2 separate regions of the Zea mays genome follow, and region 2 is linked to region 1. Evidence: chromatin contacts called from public Hi-C data. All regions are on one chromosome and are shown on one strand. The core of a region is the stretch at or near the end of the contact, and the rest is flanking DNA. Distances in the headings are between cores, read along the strand shown.

The links. Hi-C and Micro-C count contacts between places; a contact is called where the count stands out from the background.
Region 2: a Hi-C map of ear shows a contact between it and region 1, with 3 times the contacts expected there. The contact joins the promoter of LOC100382527 here to the promoter of LOC103653358 in region 1. A contact is called at or near these places in 3 of 25 Hi-C or Micro-C datasets (ear, leaf and tassel).

Annotation. Positions count from the first base shown.
Region 1 is chr4:69,449,477-69,456,628 of Zm-B73-REFERENCE-NAM-5.0, forward strand. LOC103653358 (probable LRR receptor-like serine/threonine-protein kinase At2g24230) reads left to right here and starts at 3,622. Exons shown (of 1, transcript XM_008680285.4): 1 at 3,622-6,879. The coding sequence starts at 4,059. The coding sequence ends at 6,587.
Region 2 is chr4:69,641,584-69,649,391 of Zm-B73-REFERENCE-NAM-5.0, forward strand. It overlaps LOC100382527, which reads left to right and starts at 4,309. Exons shown (of 20, transcript NM_001366793.1): 1 at 4,309-4,529; 2 at 4,654-4,785; 3 at 6,091-6,219; 4 at 6,303-6,437; 5 at 7,149-7,295. The coding sequence starts at 4,347.

The DNA of each region.
Region 1 (7,152 bases), core at 2,372-4,871:
GGTAGAGGTTGGAAGGGTCGGCCGTGTCCGACGGAATGCTTGAAGTCCCGGCAGTTACGAAGAGTGTGGCGCATGTCCTTGTGGTACGGGCACTGGGCGTCGAGGATGTCGTCCAGCGTGCGTTCGCCTCCACGAGGTCCTCCTCGGGCGCGAGAGGCAGGTGGTCCGGCGGCGTGTACTTCTTCGCGAGGCCTCTTCTCCCATCGTTTGTCGGGTTGTTGGTTCGCGTCGCGTCGTGGTGCTGCCGGTGCGGGCTTTGCTCCTCCGATGAGGTCCTGGGCCCGCTCGTCGGCGGTGATGTAGAGGTCGGCTTCCCGGAACAGCTCCTCGGAGGTAGTCGGCGCCTTCTGTAGTATGGCTCGGACGAAAGCCGAGTCGTTGGATCCTCTGTAGAAGTCCTCGATCACGGCCGCCTCCGTGACCTCGGGGATACAATTTCTCATGGTCTGGAACCTTTTGAGGTACGACTGGAGAGTCTCGTCCCCCTGGCGCTTGATGGATTTGAGGTCCCACGGTTGCGCTGGTTTGTCGGAGAGGGACTGGGAGTTGGCGGTGAAGCGTCGACTGAAGTCGCCCCAGTCGTCGATGCAGTGTCGGGGTAGATGTCGCAGCCATTGCAGCGCGTCTTGCCCAAGGACAATGGGTAAATACGCGGTCATCACGTCTTCGGACGCCCCGGCAGCTCGGGCAGCGGTGGTGTAGACGGCTAGCCAACCCCCTGGATCTTGCTTAGGTTCATATTTGTCGACATTGGATACCTTGAAGTTGGGAGGCCATTGGATGGCCCTAAGGCGCGGAGTAAGAGCAGACACTCCGCATGTGTCCTCCTGTCGTCGGGGATGATGTCTGTCCCGGGGAGGGGAGTAGTGGTTGTGGTTCCTCGACCGCCCCCGGGTGGTACCGCCAGTTGAGGCCGTTGCCGACTCAGTTCTGGTGGCCTGGCTCTGAGCTGGGATGCCATGATCCCTGTCGTACTCCTCCCGGCGGCGGATCTCGTTCTCATGCTGCCGTTCGCGCGAAGCATTGATGGAGCTTCGCGCGTCTCGGCGGCTGTTGATGGCGTGTCGTAGATCGTTCGGCGGGTGAGCAAGCGGTATAAGATGGTTGGCCGCCTGGGTGAACAGTCGTCGGTAGCCCTCAGCGTCGGGAGTCCGAGGGAGTCCATCAGCTATCCGAGCTAGTACCCCTCCGACTTTGCTCGACGTGTTCATAGCTCGGGCGAAGTCGGGATTCAGGTTGCGCCCGAAGAATGGGTTCTCCCGGCGTTGCCTTGCATCTTGCTCGACTTGCTCCTGAGCCCGGCGGCGATCACGTCGTCGGGAGTTCCTTCGTTCTCTGAAGACGCGTTCTTCTGGAGTTTCTCCTATCTCCGAGACCTCGTCTCGCGAGACAGGCTGCTTCGGATCCCGTTCTCCGGCCGCGTGATGTCGTCGAATGTTCCTGCGCCGGTTCCTCCGTCGGCGGGATTCTCGTTGAGGTGGTTCTTCTCCGGGTGCAGTCGGCTCGTCGTCGGAGACGGTAGGCGACTCCACTCTTCCGATGAAGAGGACGTCGGGGTAGAATGGTGCTGCTGTCGTGGCGACCTTCTTTCCGTTCTCCTTTGAGGGCGGAGGAACGGAAAGAACAACTTGCTTCTGCTTGGTCTCCTTCCTCCTCGCGATCTGTGTCCATTCTTTTGTCGGGGAAGTAGACAGTGGAGTTCTCCGGGTCAGCGAGCCCTCGGCCCCCGACTTTCCGGAGACGATCTTTTTCCGGAGAGCTGGAGGTTGCGTTTCTCCGGCATTTTCGGAGTTCGTTGGAGGAGACTTCTTTTCCGGCGGGTCCGCGATGCGGTGTAGAGTTCCCTCTTCATCCGCTACGGATGAGATTGTTCCGAAACAGAATACGGATCCGGGACGCAGGGTGATCTTGCTGTAGAAGGTGACGACCATTGAGCTAGCTTGGATCGTCGACACACCCCCTACCTGGCGCGCCAGCTGTCGGTGTTTTGGGTCCGACCGCACACCCGGGGTTGCCCCTCAAGGTGTTTTTAGGAGTAGGACGGTGTCGACAACTGTAGCAAAATGGTTCGTGCCGATTGCACGAGGGACAGTGGACAAGGTTTACAGGTTCGGGCCGCTTAGAGATGCGTAACACCCTACGTCCTGTTGAGTATGCTTGGTGGATAAGGTTACAAAAGAGCTCTCTGGATTAGGAATACAGAGAGTTGATGTGGGCGGCTAAGTAATAGTGTCGATCGTTCTGAAGGGGTGCCCCCTAGGCCTTATATACTCGACCGTGGGGTAATACATGTGGATATGATAACAACGAGTAGCTAAAAGATAGTGAACTGCTTGAGTTTATCTCCATGTAATTCTGCCGACTTATCCTCGCATGGCTCCGTTGCATGGGGGCTCCAGCGCGGGAAAGTCGGATCTCTGTTGCGATCACTCGCTCGACGTTGTGGGCCGTCCGGGTTTGCACCAATCCGGCTTCATGTCGCTCTGCTTTGCTGGTTGTCTCTCCCCAGGCCCACAAAAGAATGACCTTACGATTTATTGGGCCTTTGGGCCTTTCGTGAGGTCTTTTACTCTTTTAGTGGACCCGGGGGATATCTATCCCCCACAAGCCTGTTAGTGGGTTTACAACATGAAAATAAAAGTATCCTTGTTGGCACCGATCTAGGTGCCAAACACTGGAACAAATCATCTAGCAGTGCTCTCTGTGGAAGCGTGGATGGTCCGCGACACAGGGTCAGACGGTCCGCGACCTAGGCACAAGAGCGGCTCCTTGTCTGCGTATGTCCGGACAGTCCGAGCCTGAGGCTCGGATGGTCTATGATGGCGCAGAGAGTCGTCTTCTTTGCAACAAACCTAGATTTCGCCTCCCGGAAGGAACCCCGAGAGATCCTAGGGTGTGTCTTTGGCGTTGGCGGGCCATCCAAGATGCCTCTAGTCGACGTAGAGCTGAAGAGAGGTGAAGATTCGAGGTAGAGAAGACTAAATTAGGGCTACTCTTAATGCAAAAGGTAAAAACAAAAAGTAGAGTCGATTGAATGGATTGTGGGAGCTTCAATCGTCTGTATCTTTTCATCTATATAAAGGGTAGAGGTCTGGATCCGTTACATGTCGGTTATCGAGTTAATCCCACAGATTTAGCTACCAAAATCTTGTAAGAAATCCGAAATCCTAACTGATTCTATATACGCGCGAACGGTCTGTGCCGCTACAATGAATAGTCAGGACCGTAGACCGTTCGCTCTCTAGACCAGACCGTCTGCTAGACACTAGCTCAACAACCCCATTTCAAATTATACGATGTTTTAATTTTTATAATTGAAGATAACGTATATCAAATGTATAATAAAAGTAATATAACTTTTATTTTGATGAAACAAAAATAATATAACTAAATATATAATAAAACAATATATTTTAAAAAGTCGAAACGTCCTATAATTATAAGTGGAGAAAGAAATATCATTGTAATTTCTAAATGCCATGTTTCCTCTTGAAAATCTGGTACTGTATCTTGATCGAACATGTTTCCGAAACCATCACGGCATCACCACCCTCGCGCATGCTAGTACTGCACTTCAGTATTTCCATGATCCAACCAAAAACAAAAACTTTCCCGGTATAAAAAATGGAAATCCTGAATCTCCTACTCCGTACGGTGTGCTGGGCGGCAGCTGAGGCTGAGCTGAATCCGGAGTCGCCAGAATTTACTCCTCCATTTACTCCCTCCACCTCTCCCAAATTTATGGCCTCCTTCCTCAGCTAGCCTCCTCGCCCCCTTTCCCCCGGCCTCCCCTTCGTCACTTTCCACTATCCAAAGCTTCTTCGCTCCTGCTTCCCTTTTCACACCAAGCAGGACCTGCCGGTGCCAAACGCACGCCGCATCACACAGAAGCCAACAAGGTTGAGAAGAGACTGAGGAGGTCAGCCAGCCACTTGCCCACCTCCGAGCTGTCCCCCATGACACCACCGCCACCAGCAACCCAAGTACCAAACGACTGGGCCGCAGTCCCGCAATAGCGTCAAGATCTCCCCTTTGACCTCCCCCTTCGCCTTCCGGCCATGGTCTGCTGCCATGGCGGCCGGCGCCGCAGCGCCGCGCTCCTATTCTTGGCCGTGGCCGTGGTCGCCTGCGCTGCTGCTGCGGCGGCGCAGGAGCCCAACACCGACGCCTACTTCGTCTCTGGGTTTTTCTCCAAGCTGGGCCGCGCCGCGCCGTCCTCGTCCGGCGCCAACGGGGTGTGCTCCTGGTCCGGCGTGTCTTGCGACGGCGCGGGGCGGGTCGTGGCGTTCGTGGCCGCCGGGATGGACCTGGCCGGCGCCATCCCGGAGGACACCATCGGCAAGCTCGCGCGTCTGCAGGTCCTCGACCTCAGCGGCAACCGCCTGACCGCGCTGCCCAACGACCTGTGGGAGCTCGGCGCGTCGTTAGGCGCGCTCAACCTCTCCGGCAACGCCATCCGCGGTGCGCTCCCCAACAACATCGGCGACTTCGCGCGCCTCAAGGTGCTCGACATCTCCCACAACGCCTTCACCGGCGCGCTGCCGCAAGCGCTCGGCTCCATCGTCGGCCTGCAGGTGCTCAACGCCAGCCACAACCAGTTCCAGGGACAGGTCCCCAACGCCATCGTCTTCGGCTGTGTGAGCGTCGTGGCTATGGATCTCTCCGGCAATGCACTCGACGGGGGCTTGCCGGACCTGTCGCCACTCCGCTCTCTAGCCCGTCTCAATCTGTCGGGCAACAGGCTCCGCGGCTCCATCATCGGGGCGTTCCAGGAGCAGTTGAGGGTGATAGACCTCAGCAACAACGGCTTCTCTGGGCTGAATTTCAGCAGTGGGTATGCCGGCTCGGCGTTGGTGTACCTCGACTTGTCAGGAAACGAGCTTACAGGAGAATTCACCATTGCCGGCCGGTTCCAGAACCTGAGGCATGTGAATCTTGCACACAACCAGTTGTCCAATGCTAATTTGCTGGTGTCCATGGGTGGGATATCTGGGCTAGAGTATGTTAACCTTTCAAGCACTGGGCTGCATGGGCAAATTCCTGCTGATTTCTCTTCCCGATTGGTTGGATTGAAGGTTCTCGATTTGTCACGGAACAATATCAGTGGGGTAGTCCCAGACATGAGTTCTCTTGGCCTACACTTGCTGGACCTGTCGGTGAACAATCTCACAGGTGAGATACCTGTGGCATTGGTGAAGAAGCTGACATCCATGGATCGGTTCAACTTCTCATACAACAACCTGACTGTTTGCGCATCTGAGCTCTCTGCGGAGGCGTTTGCCACTGCATTTGCTCAGTCCAGGAATGACTGCCCAATTGCTGTGAATCCAGACAGTATCGTGAAAAGTAGAGGGAAACATAAGGGAATGAAGTTGGTTCTGGCTGTTGTGCTCTCCTTGTTCTTCTCTGTTCTTGGGTTGCTTTGCTTGGCAGCGGCATGTCGAAGGGGGAGGAAGAGGTGTGATGAGCTGCCTGTGGTTAAGCAGGTGTCGTCGTTCGATGAGCCTGCTGTATCAGGGCCATTTTCTTTCCAGACCGATTCAACTACATGGGTTGCTGATGTGAAGGTTGCAACTTCGGTGCCGGTTGTCATCTTTGAGAAGCCCTTGCTGAGCCTCACATTTGCTGACCTCTTGGCGGCGACATCAAACTTCGACAGGGGCACCTTGTTGGCAGAAGGCAGGTTTGGGCCAGTGTACAGGGGATTCCTTCCTGGTGGAATTCAAGTTGCTGTGAAGGTGTTGGTCCATGGATCAGCAATCGGAGACCAAGATGCTGCAAGGGAGCTCGAGCGGCTGGGACGGATCAAACATCCAAACTTAGTTCCCTTGACTGGTTACTGTGTGGCAGGGGTTCAGAGGATTGCCATCTACGAGTACATGGAAAGCGGCAATCTGCACAACCTACTGCACGACTTGCCGCTTGGAGTTCAGGCAACCGAAGACTGGAGTGGCGACACATGGGAGGACAACACCGGTGGTGTTGCAACAACTGAAATCGTCACGCCGGAAGGTACTGCGACATGGATGTTCCGGCACAAAATCGCCCTAGGTGCCGCAAGGGCGCTGGCATTCCTCCACCATGGCTGTATCCCGCAGATTGTCCACCGGGACGTGAAGGCAAGCAGCATCTACTTCGACTGCGCAATGGAGCCTAGGCTGTCCGATTTCGGGCTGTCTATGGTGGCAGGAACCAGGGCCGATCTGCTACACCATTCCCCGGGCTACGCGCCGCCGGAGTTCTCCGGCTCGGAGAACGCCGCGGCGACCGCCAAGTCCGACGTCTACAGCTTCGGCGTCGTGCTGTTCGAGCTGGTCACGGGCAAGAAACCGCTGGGCGACGAGTACCCTGGGGTGCAGAAGGAGGCGAGCCTGGTGAGCTGGGCCAGGGCGATGGTGAAGGCGAGCCTCGCGCCGAGCATCATCGACCCCAAGATCCGCGACACGGGACCGGAGCGGCAGATGGAGGAGGCGCTCAGGATCGCCTACCTGTGCACCGCGGAGCTGCCGTCCAAGAGGCCCGCCATGCAGCAGATCGTCGGCCTTCTCAAGGACATCGAGCCGAAGGTGGAAGAGGAGGGGGACTGAAGATCTGGAGGAGTGTGATCGGTTGCACCTTGCAGCGTGTCGGATGGTGGTGAGATTTGTGTAGTGACAGCGTCGGCAGGCAGGCAGGCTGTGACTGTGAGTGAGCTCGTGGTTGTTTTACCATCGTCGAGCTCACTATGCCATGCCTTGCTCTGCATATATCTTTTTCATCCTTCTTTCTTCCCTTTTTCCCGCTTCTATCTCGCTGATTCCTCCAGTTGCTGAAGATTATTGCAATACTGCTCTGTTACATTACACCTGCCCCTTACTAACCATGCCACTGCTCGAGAGATACTGAAAGTCCCTGTCAATGCGTCTGTGTTTCGCACGGGGGATGATAGCAAATGGCTGCAGCTGTCATTGCCCCCCCTTCTTTTTCGGCCTAGTGTTTGCTCACGCCAAGCGCTCTCGATTTCGATACAACTACGTGCCTTGCAGTCTGAACAAAGTGTCAAAGCTGCTGTCCATCCACTGCACTCGTTGATGATGTGTATTGCATGGCAGCATGATTGCGGCCGCAATCCTGGAAGTGTCCTCGCACGCACTGTTTGGAAGATTAAAGCGT
Region 2 (7,808 bases), core at 3,059-5,558, 190 kb after region 1:
CTTGCACTTGGATTGCTTCTTTTCTTTCTTGTGATCAAACTCAATTGTAACCGAGGCAAGAGACACCAATTGTGTGGTGGTCCTTGCGGGAACTTTGTGTTCCGTTTGATTGAGAAGAGAAGCTCACTCGATCTAAGTGACCGTTTGAGAGAGGGAAGGGTTGAAAGAGACCCGGTCTTTGTGACCACCTCAACGGGGAGTAGGTTTGTAAGAACCGAACCTCGGTAAAACAAATCATCGTGTCTCACTCTTTATTTGCCCGCGATTTGTTTTTCATCCTCTCTCTCGGACTCGTTTATATTTCTAATGCTAACCCGGCTTGTAGCTATGCTTAAGTTTATAAATTTCAGATACGCCCTATTCACCCCCCTCTAGGCGACTTTCACATTGTGAGATTTATTCATCATTGTGATAAATTATTTAATTTGGTTGATATCTACTTATACTTAGTAATTGCTAATAACATTTTGACTAACTTATTAAAAACAATGCTCAGCCTTAACCATTTTCCTTGATCAGTCATACACTTCACATGAACCCCCATCGTAAGTGATGAACATATGTGAGCTCAGCCTTGCTATAATCACCAGGTCAAGAGCAGGTACCGCAAGATGAGGAACATGAAGGATGCTACGATAAGTTCGTAGAGGTCTAGGCCATCGTCTCCCAGTCAAATATAGTTGCGGAAAATCGTTGTCATCATATAATGTATTTATTTAGCTAATTTTTACATAACATCTATTATATAATAAAGATGTGACATTGATTTCTGTACCATGAGTCATCATATGTGTGAGACTTGATCATAGCACACATTTGAGACGCGCCTAGATTTGCCCTTAAATTTAGGTGTGACATTTATGACGGGTCAGTCTTAGGCTAGGCGTGGAATCCACTCGAGTGGTTTCTCTTCGACACACCCGGCCCTCCAGGTTCCACCACGCCCGACCCCCTGGCTCGGTGCCGCAGTGTTCATCTAGGGGCGGGTTCTTTCAGGTTCCTCCAGTTGATCGATGGGCCCCGGATGCCAGGGCCCTTTCCTAGTACGCTCGCTGACCGATGGGGCCTAGGGACCGGAGATCGTATCCCCGACCCTCCCACACCCATAATTCCCGCTAAATCTACCAAACAAATTGCACTCAAACTTAACACACTATAAAAAACAACTGTTCAGATCTCTCTGTAACCCCTCTCCCTTATTCACTCAAATCTAATAGATAATATTATTTGAATCATCTCTTATCAATCGTATTTCCCCCTCTCCCTCTTCTCTCTCACTCGCGTCGCCGCTGCCAATCGCTCCTTGTGTTGCCGTTGTCAACCTCTCTCCTTAGTGTGATCATAACGTTAGCACGAACTATATGTTAATTTGTGCATAACTAGTTAAATTATTTTATATTTTCTGTAAAACTGATAAATGGCATAGCGTCTACTATATTCATCCACATCTTTTCATAGCGTTATTAAAAAGGACGACGACAAGGTTATTTTTTATACGACTTCTCCACATGCTGCGTGAGTCGTTTGGAACCGTTTTATGCTAATTCGAATTAGAATAAAATAAAAGATCCAGTTTTTTTTATCTATAACTGCCGTTAGATATAGATCTTAATTGGAATCGTACTGTCTAAAAAATAAGCCAGAGACGCGAAACTATTCGATACGTTTTTTTGGGTCTATAACAGCCGTTAGATACTTAGATATAGATCTTAATTACGGTCCAAAAAATAAGACAGGAACGCAGAAACTATTGGTGGTATAAAACCGCGGCGCGGGGCCCGGCACGACATAGAAACGTTACGCAGCGCATATTGCTTTACCATACGAGCTCACGTCCCCAAGACCCCAAACGAACGCAGAAACGATATACGTGGCAGCGAGCTTCGTAATAAAGCTAAGAGCATCACGCTTTGTGTAGATATAATTTGATATTGCATTATGCCATTGTCTTGCAGCGCAACTAAAGTCTATAAACACTTCCAAAGATCTCGATGCCTATGGTAAATAAATATCTTACTATTTATATATCTAGATATATAAATATCTTACTATTTATTTATCACGTGCGCGCCGCACGTACATTTTCCCTGGTTAGAATAAAACAAAATAGCTTTATCACGTGCGTGCCGCACGTACATTTTCCCTGGTTAGAATAAAACAAAATAGCTTCATCAAGTGAACTCTTTAAGGGTTAGCTCTTAATACATTATCCATGTGGATTGAATGAGTTTAAATTCCAAAAGTCAAACTTCTTTTTAATTTTTTTAATCTCATCCAATCTATGACTAACGAGATTAACCGAACAAGGCCTATGACGATGTTTGGTCTGTTTAGTTTCAATTAGTCATAGGACTAAACTTTAGTCTCTACCTGTTTGGTTGTATGAACTAAACAGATTCTAAAGTCATAATAGTAGTTGTCTAAAGACTCAAATGCCCTTGGAACACTAGAAGACTGCGTGCAACTGTGCGAGAGAGACTAGGAATAGGTTTGGGCAACAAAATAATTATGGGCCTTTAGTCTCTTTTAGCACCTAAGTGAAAGACTAGAGACTAAATCATTTTAGTCTATATTTTAGTCCTAGTGTTTGGCAAAAAAGGGACTAAATGAGACTAAAAACTAGAGACTAATCTTTAGTCCCTCTAACCAAACACCCCTTTAATCCTTTTATTTTATTCCAGTTTAGTCTATAAACTATAAACTAAAACTCTATTTTTAGTTTCCATATTTAGCAATTTAGATACTAAAATAGAATAAAATAAAGCGAATAAAAATTAGTCCATAGAAATCAAACATCTACTAAATCATGTTTTCACAAAGAAAAAAAATGTTGAAGTGAGATGAAGCTAAAAATAGCGGCATACTTAGGTCCCGTTTGGTTTGGGTGACTAATTAGTCCCTGTATTTTATTTTATTTTAGTCTCTAAATTACCAAATACGGAAACTAAAACTCTATTTTATTCTATTTTAGTGTCCGTATTTGACAATTTAGGGACTAAAATAAGGCACTGTTTGGTTTCTTTAGTCCACGGACTAAAGTATAGTCAGGAGACTAAAGTTTAGTCCCTACCCTATTTGATTCTAGGGACTAAAACTATTGAAAATACATTAAATGAGACTAAAATACTTCGGCTATATTTGGTTTCAATTAGTCATAGGACTAAATTTTAGTCCTAGAACTAAACTTTAGTCTCTACTTGTTTGGTTCTAGGGACTAAACATATTCTAAAGTCATTAAATACAATGTCCAAAGACTCAAATGCTCTTGGAATACACTCACAATATTAGCTGTCCATACAAACATGCTCTCACAACCGAATACTACAGATGGAAGGTAAGGACATCAGGTAATTGTAGGCTTTTAGTAGCTTTTAGCACATATTCGAAGGACTAAAGACTAAATCATTTTAGTCCTAGTGTTTGGCAAAAAAGGGACTAAATGGGACTAAAAACTATAAACTAATCTTTAGTCTCTCTAACCAAACACCCTCTTCTTAACATTCTCCTGCTATTAGTGCAACTGAAATAAAAAAGAGGGCAAAAAGTGAAATTTATATGGTTTAGTCCCTTTTACTCACCCCTTGAGGGACCAGAGACTAAAACAGTTTAGTCTCTGTTTTAGTCCCACCGTTTGGCAATTTATGAACTAAATAAGACTAAAATTGAAGGACTAATCTTTAGTCTTTCAAATCAAACGGGGCCTAAAATAAAATGAAGGAACTAAAAATTAGTTCCTAGAAACCAAACACCCCTTAAAGTTTAGTGACTAAAGTTTAGTCACTTTTAGTCTCTAAAGAAGCAAACATGACGACTAAAATGGGGTGACTGAACTTTAAATCTTTAGTCACAAATGGAGTGACTAAAAGGTAATAAAGTATAATTTTTACTTTATTTACCCTATCCACTTTTTTTATAGTAAACATCCACTAATTAATAAGACAATACAGTTATTATTTACAAAAATTAATACTTTTTAGTTCGATTTAGTCATCGGAACCAAACATGATAATTTAGCAATAGTCTAGTGCTAAAGGACTAAACATGCATTTAGTCCGGATGGATTCTGCGTACCGAACAGTTTATAAAAAATAGCTAGAAATCCACTGACCGATGAAAGAGATATTTTTACTGATGAGGTGTACAACCGGTCCTAAACATGCAAAACATTAATAGGAGAGGAAAAAAATGTAGGAAATGTGAAGGGTCCGTCAGTGGATCACTCTGTTGTCTAGTCCACACACGTGACGGGACGCCGATCTTCAAATCCTCCCGTGTGGCCGTGTGTGTGTTTTCCGTCCACACAACGCACGCGAGGTCCATCGCTCCTCCTCTCCGTCACCGAGAAAATGTCGGTCTCCTCCCCGGCCATGGCCTCGCCCCCTCTCGCCGCGCCCGGCACTCACCGCGGCCCCTGCTTCTCGACCCTCTGCCGCTTACCGTCGCCTTCCTGCTACCCGCCTCTTTCGGCTTCCTCCTCACCGGCTATCTCCACCGTCTCCGCATTCGCTGTCCTCAAACACAAGCCCAGAGTTCGTAACTACGTTTCAGTTTGGTGTTGCATTGATCCCATTTTCTGGTCGTGCGCCGCATTTGACCGTCTTTTATCTGACTGATTGGTGGCCTCGCTTTGTGTATGCTTGTGGATTTTGTTAGGGTCTGGGACTAAGGTGCCAGGCCGCGGAGGAGGCACCACCGCCGGCGCGGGGTAAGACTTCGCTCAAGGTGATGATTTCGGGAGCTCCCGCCTCGGGAAAAGGAACGCAATGCCGCATGATCGTCGAGAAGGTGAAATGTTAGACCATATTGTTTTCCTTTTTTATTCGTGCCCACATTTTCTTCATTGCCAGTTGATCGGAATGCTCATTCTGTTTATGCTGGATCCGGTTCTTCCAGAATCTAGGTTTTACGTGAACCATACTTTACGATGTAAACATGTTAATGCTAAATTGTGATTGGATTTTATGTCGTGCCAGTATGCAGATATCTGAGTCTACGCATTATTACATGATAGTAAGGAATAGTTGGGATTATCGAAATAGACCCTCTGAAAATATCCATATGGTCATTTAACATAAACATGCTTCTACTCTCTAATTGGCATAATAATGTCAACCTTTTTGCATTCATATGATAAAGATTGTCCGTTAGACAAATTAAATATTTGAAGTTGGAAAAGGGTCTCTAAGACTATCTTCAGCAGCTTACCCATATTCAAACTCCCCTCTGCGAACAGTGCAATATGCAGTGCAGAACAGTGCAAAACAATATTTTTGGGTAAACTATGGGTAGACTGCTGCAGACGGTCTAACTGAGCTGGTCAGTGACACTTCTTAGGCACAAAGTTCAACTCTCTATAGGAGTGAATTTTCAGTCCGGGGCTAAAAAACTCGTCTAAGGTTCGCCCCGGGTCGCGGTCGTTCTCATATGGGATTAATGTTGGGTTTGATGAGCCTTCTTACCCCCACAGGTTGAGTTTAAATACTTCAAGTTTACTCATATTCTCGAATGTAAGGACATTGTTGCACATTAGCGGTCTTAATGTCATCTCATGCAGTCTCATGTGGGATTTTGATGATTTGGAGGAAAGAGAGGGAGATGAGAGAAATAGGTAACTGTTTCACGAAACAACTATCTCATAAGCTAAAATTTATGACTACGAGACAACCTTTGCATCACTATTGTTTGTTGCCATGCAACTCACAACATTCCTTTGGTCTATGAACAAATTAAGGAATTATTAGCTCTATAACCATTTACCATTGTACACATTTTATGTTAAGTCATCTCAAGGTTACACGGCACTGCATAAGACCCGCCTATTAGGCACCACCAATGTACTATCCTTTAGGACTTATATGTTTCCCCTGTTTTAAACTCTAGTTTTGGTCTAGATCCTGTGTTCCCTTAAACAATGAACCATAAATAGTCAGCCATCTATTGTTGAACCATTTATTCAGACTAAATGGTTTGTGTTTGTTTAAACAGGCCTCAACAGGGTAAACGACTATTAGGAGAAGAGTGGCTGTAGCAAAATTTATGTTGTTTGAGAGTCTTCTAATGTCAATTTATTTTGTTTTTCCTTTGATTTAGTATGGTTTAGTTCACATATCAACTGGTGATCTTCTGCGAGCTGAAGTATCTTCTGGCACAGAAATTGGCAAGAAAGCAAAAGAATACATGGACAATGGAAAGCTTGTGCCGGACCAAGTTGTGACAGATGTATGTGGTTTATTTGTCATATATACGCTCTATTTAGCTTGTAAATTTCTTGGAACTATCTGATTGCCTGCTATTTCAAGTAGATGGTGGTATCACGACTGTCACAACCGGATATACAAGAAAGAGGGTGGCTTCTTGATGGTTACCCAAGGAGCTTCAGTCAAGCACAACACCTTGAAAATTTGAAAATAAGACCGAATATATTCATTGTGCTAGAAGTAAGTCAAAAACTAACTATTTATGATAAGTACTATATAGTATATACACTAACATGTGCTTCTAATATTTAGTTTGACGGTGATATGCCGGTGTGTTCGATTATACTGCAAAAGTGTTAGCCATGCCTTTTGTTTTTAGGAATGGCTGTAATTCTTTTTGAATACTACAATTTGTTTGTGCAATTCTAACAGATCAGGATGTCCACAAAATAAAGGATCTTCGAACCTTTTCTTTTAATTTTTTATATGAGCTTAAATGTCGCCGATTCAGTTTTTTTTTCAAATAAGTATTATAAATCTTTAATAGTCCATGATTTTGTGCGGTGAATATGTACATTAGCTGCAAAATAAGTCAGTGACTTAAAGTGGGATCTTATATATATTCAGTTCTTTTTCAGGCCATATTTTTTTCATCAATTATTTTTGTACTTAGATAACTTCTGTTGAACCAATGTGCATGATTGCATGGCTGTGTGTAATACAGCAAACACCAGTAGAGTAGTGTCATGTATGCATCTGTGATATATTATGCAATTTTTGTGGAAATACTATATTTTTAATTGAGCGAGAATATAGTACAATGCTTTTTTGTTCTCCTGCTCTTACCTGGCATTGTGTTACACAGTAATACAAATAACTTTCTTTTGAGGCAGTGTAGCCACAGATGCCTTTATCCCCTTCCATTTCAAAATTTTCTTTTGTTGAATTCAGGTTCCTGATGATGTTCTAATCGACAGATGTGTTGGAAGACGGCTGGATCCTGTGACTGGCAAGATTTACCATTTAAAAAACTACCCCCCGGAGAATGAGGAGATTTCTGCCCGACTTATTACACGTTCTGATGACACATTTGAGAAGGTTCTGTTGATGTCCATTCAGTAACCTTTGGTTTTGTTTGCTCTTTGATGTCATCCGAAGATCAAAGATCCTAAGAAACAGTTTCTGGTTTTTGGAGCTAGCAGAGCCAGAAGTGAGCACCTATCACCCTTCTAGGTTAAGCAACACAATTATATACCAAACAATTTTTATTAGGCTTACAGAATGGTAGGAACAATCCTCAGTCCAGCATGACACAAGTCCAAAAAACCACGGCTCAATCCTGCTGGGCCAGACACAACACACCGGGCCTTTTTTCCGTACCAAGATGGCCTAGCATGCATGGGCATAGCACGCCCTGCAAGCCAGGACCTAGAGTAGGCAGCAGTAGGCAGCTGCGTGGGACGTTGAGGGGGGAGGAGGTGATTGTCTTGTTTGGTTCAGCTTTTTTCTGAGAAGCTTTTCTGAGAATCTGGCAGTGGGATGAATCTGGCTGCGGAGAGAATCTAAGTATCATTGAGATTACATGCGGAGAAAGATAAAGGAGTCCATAAG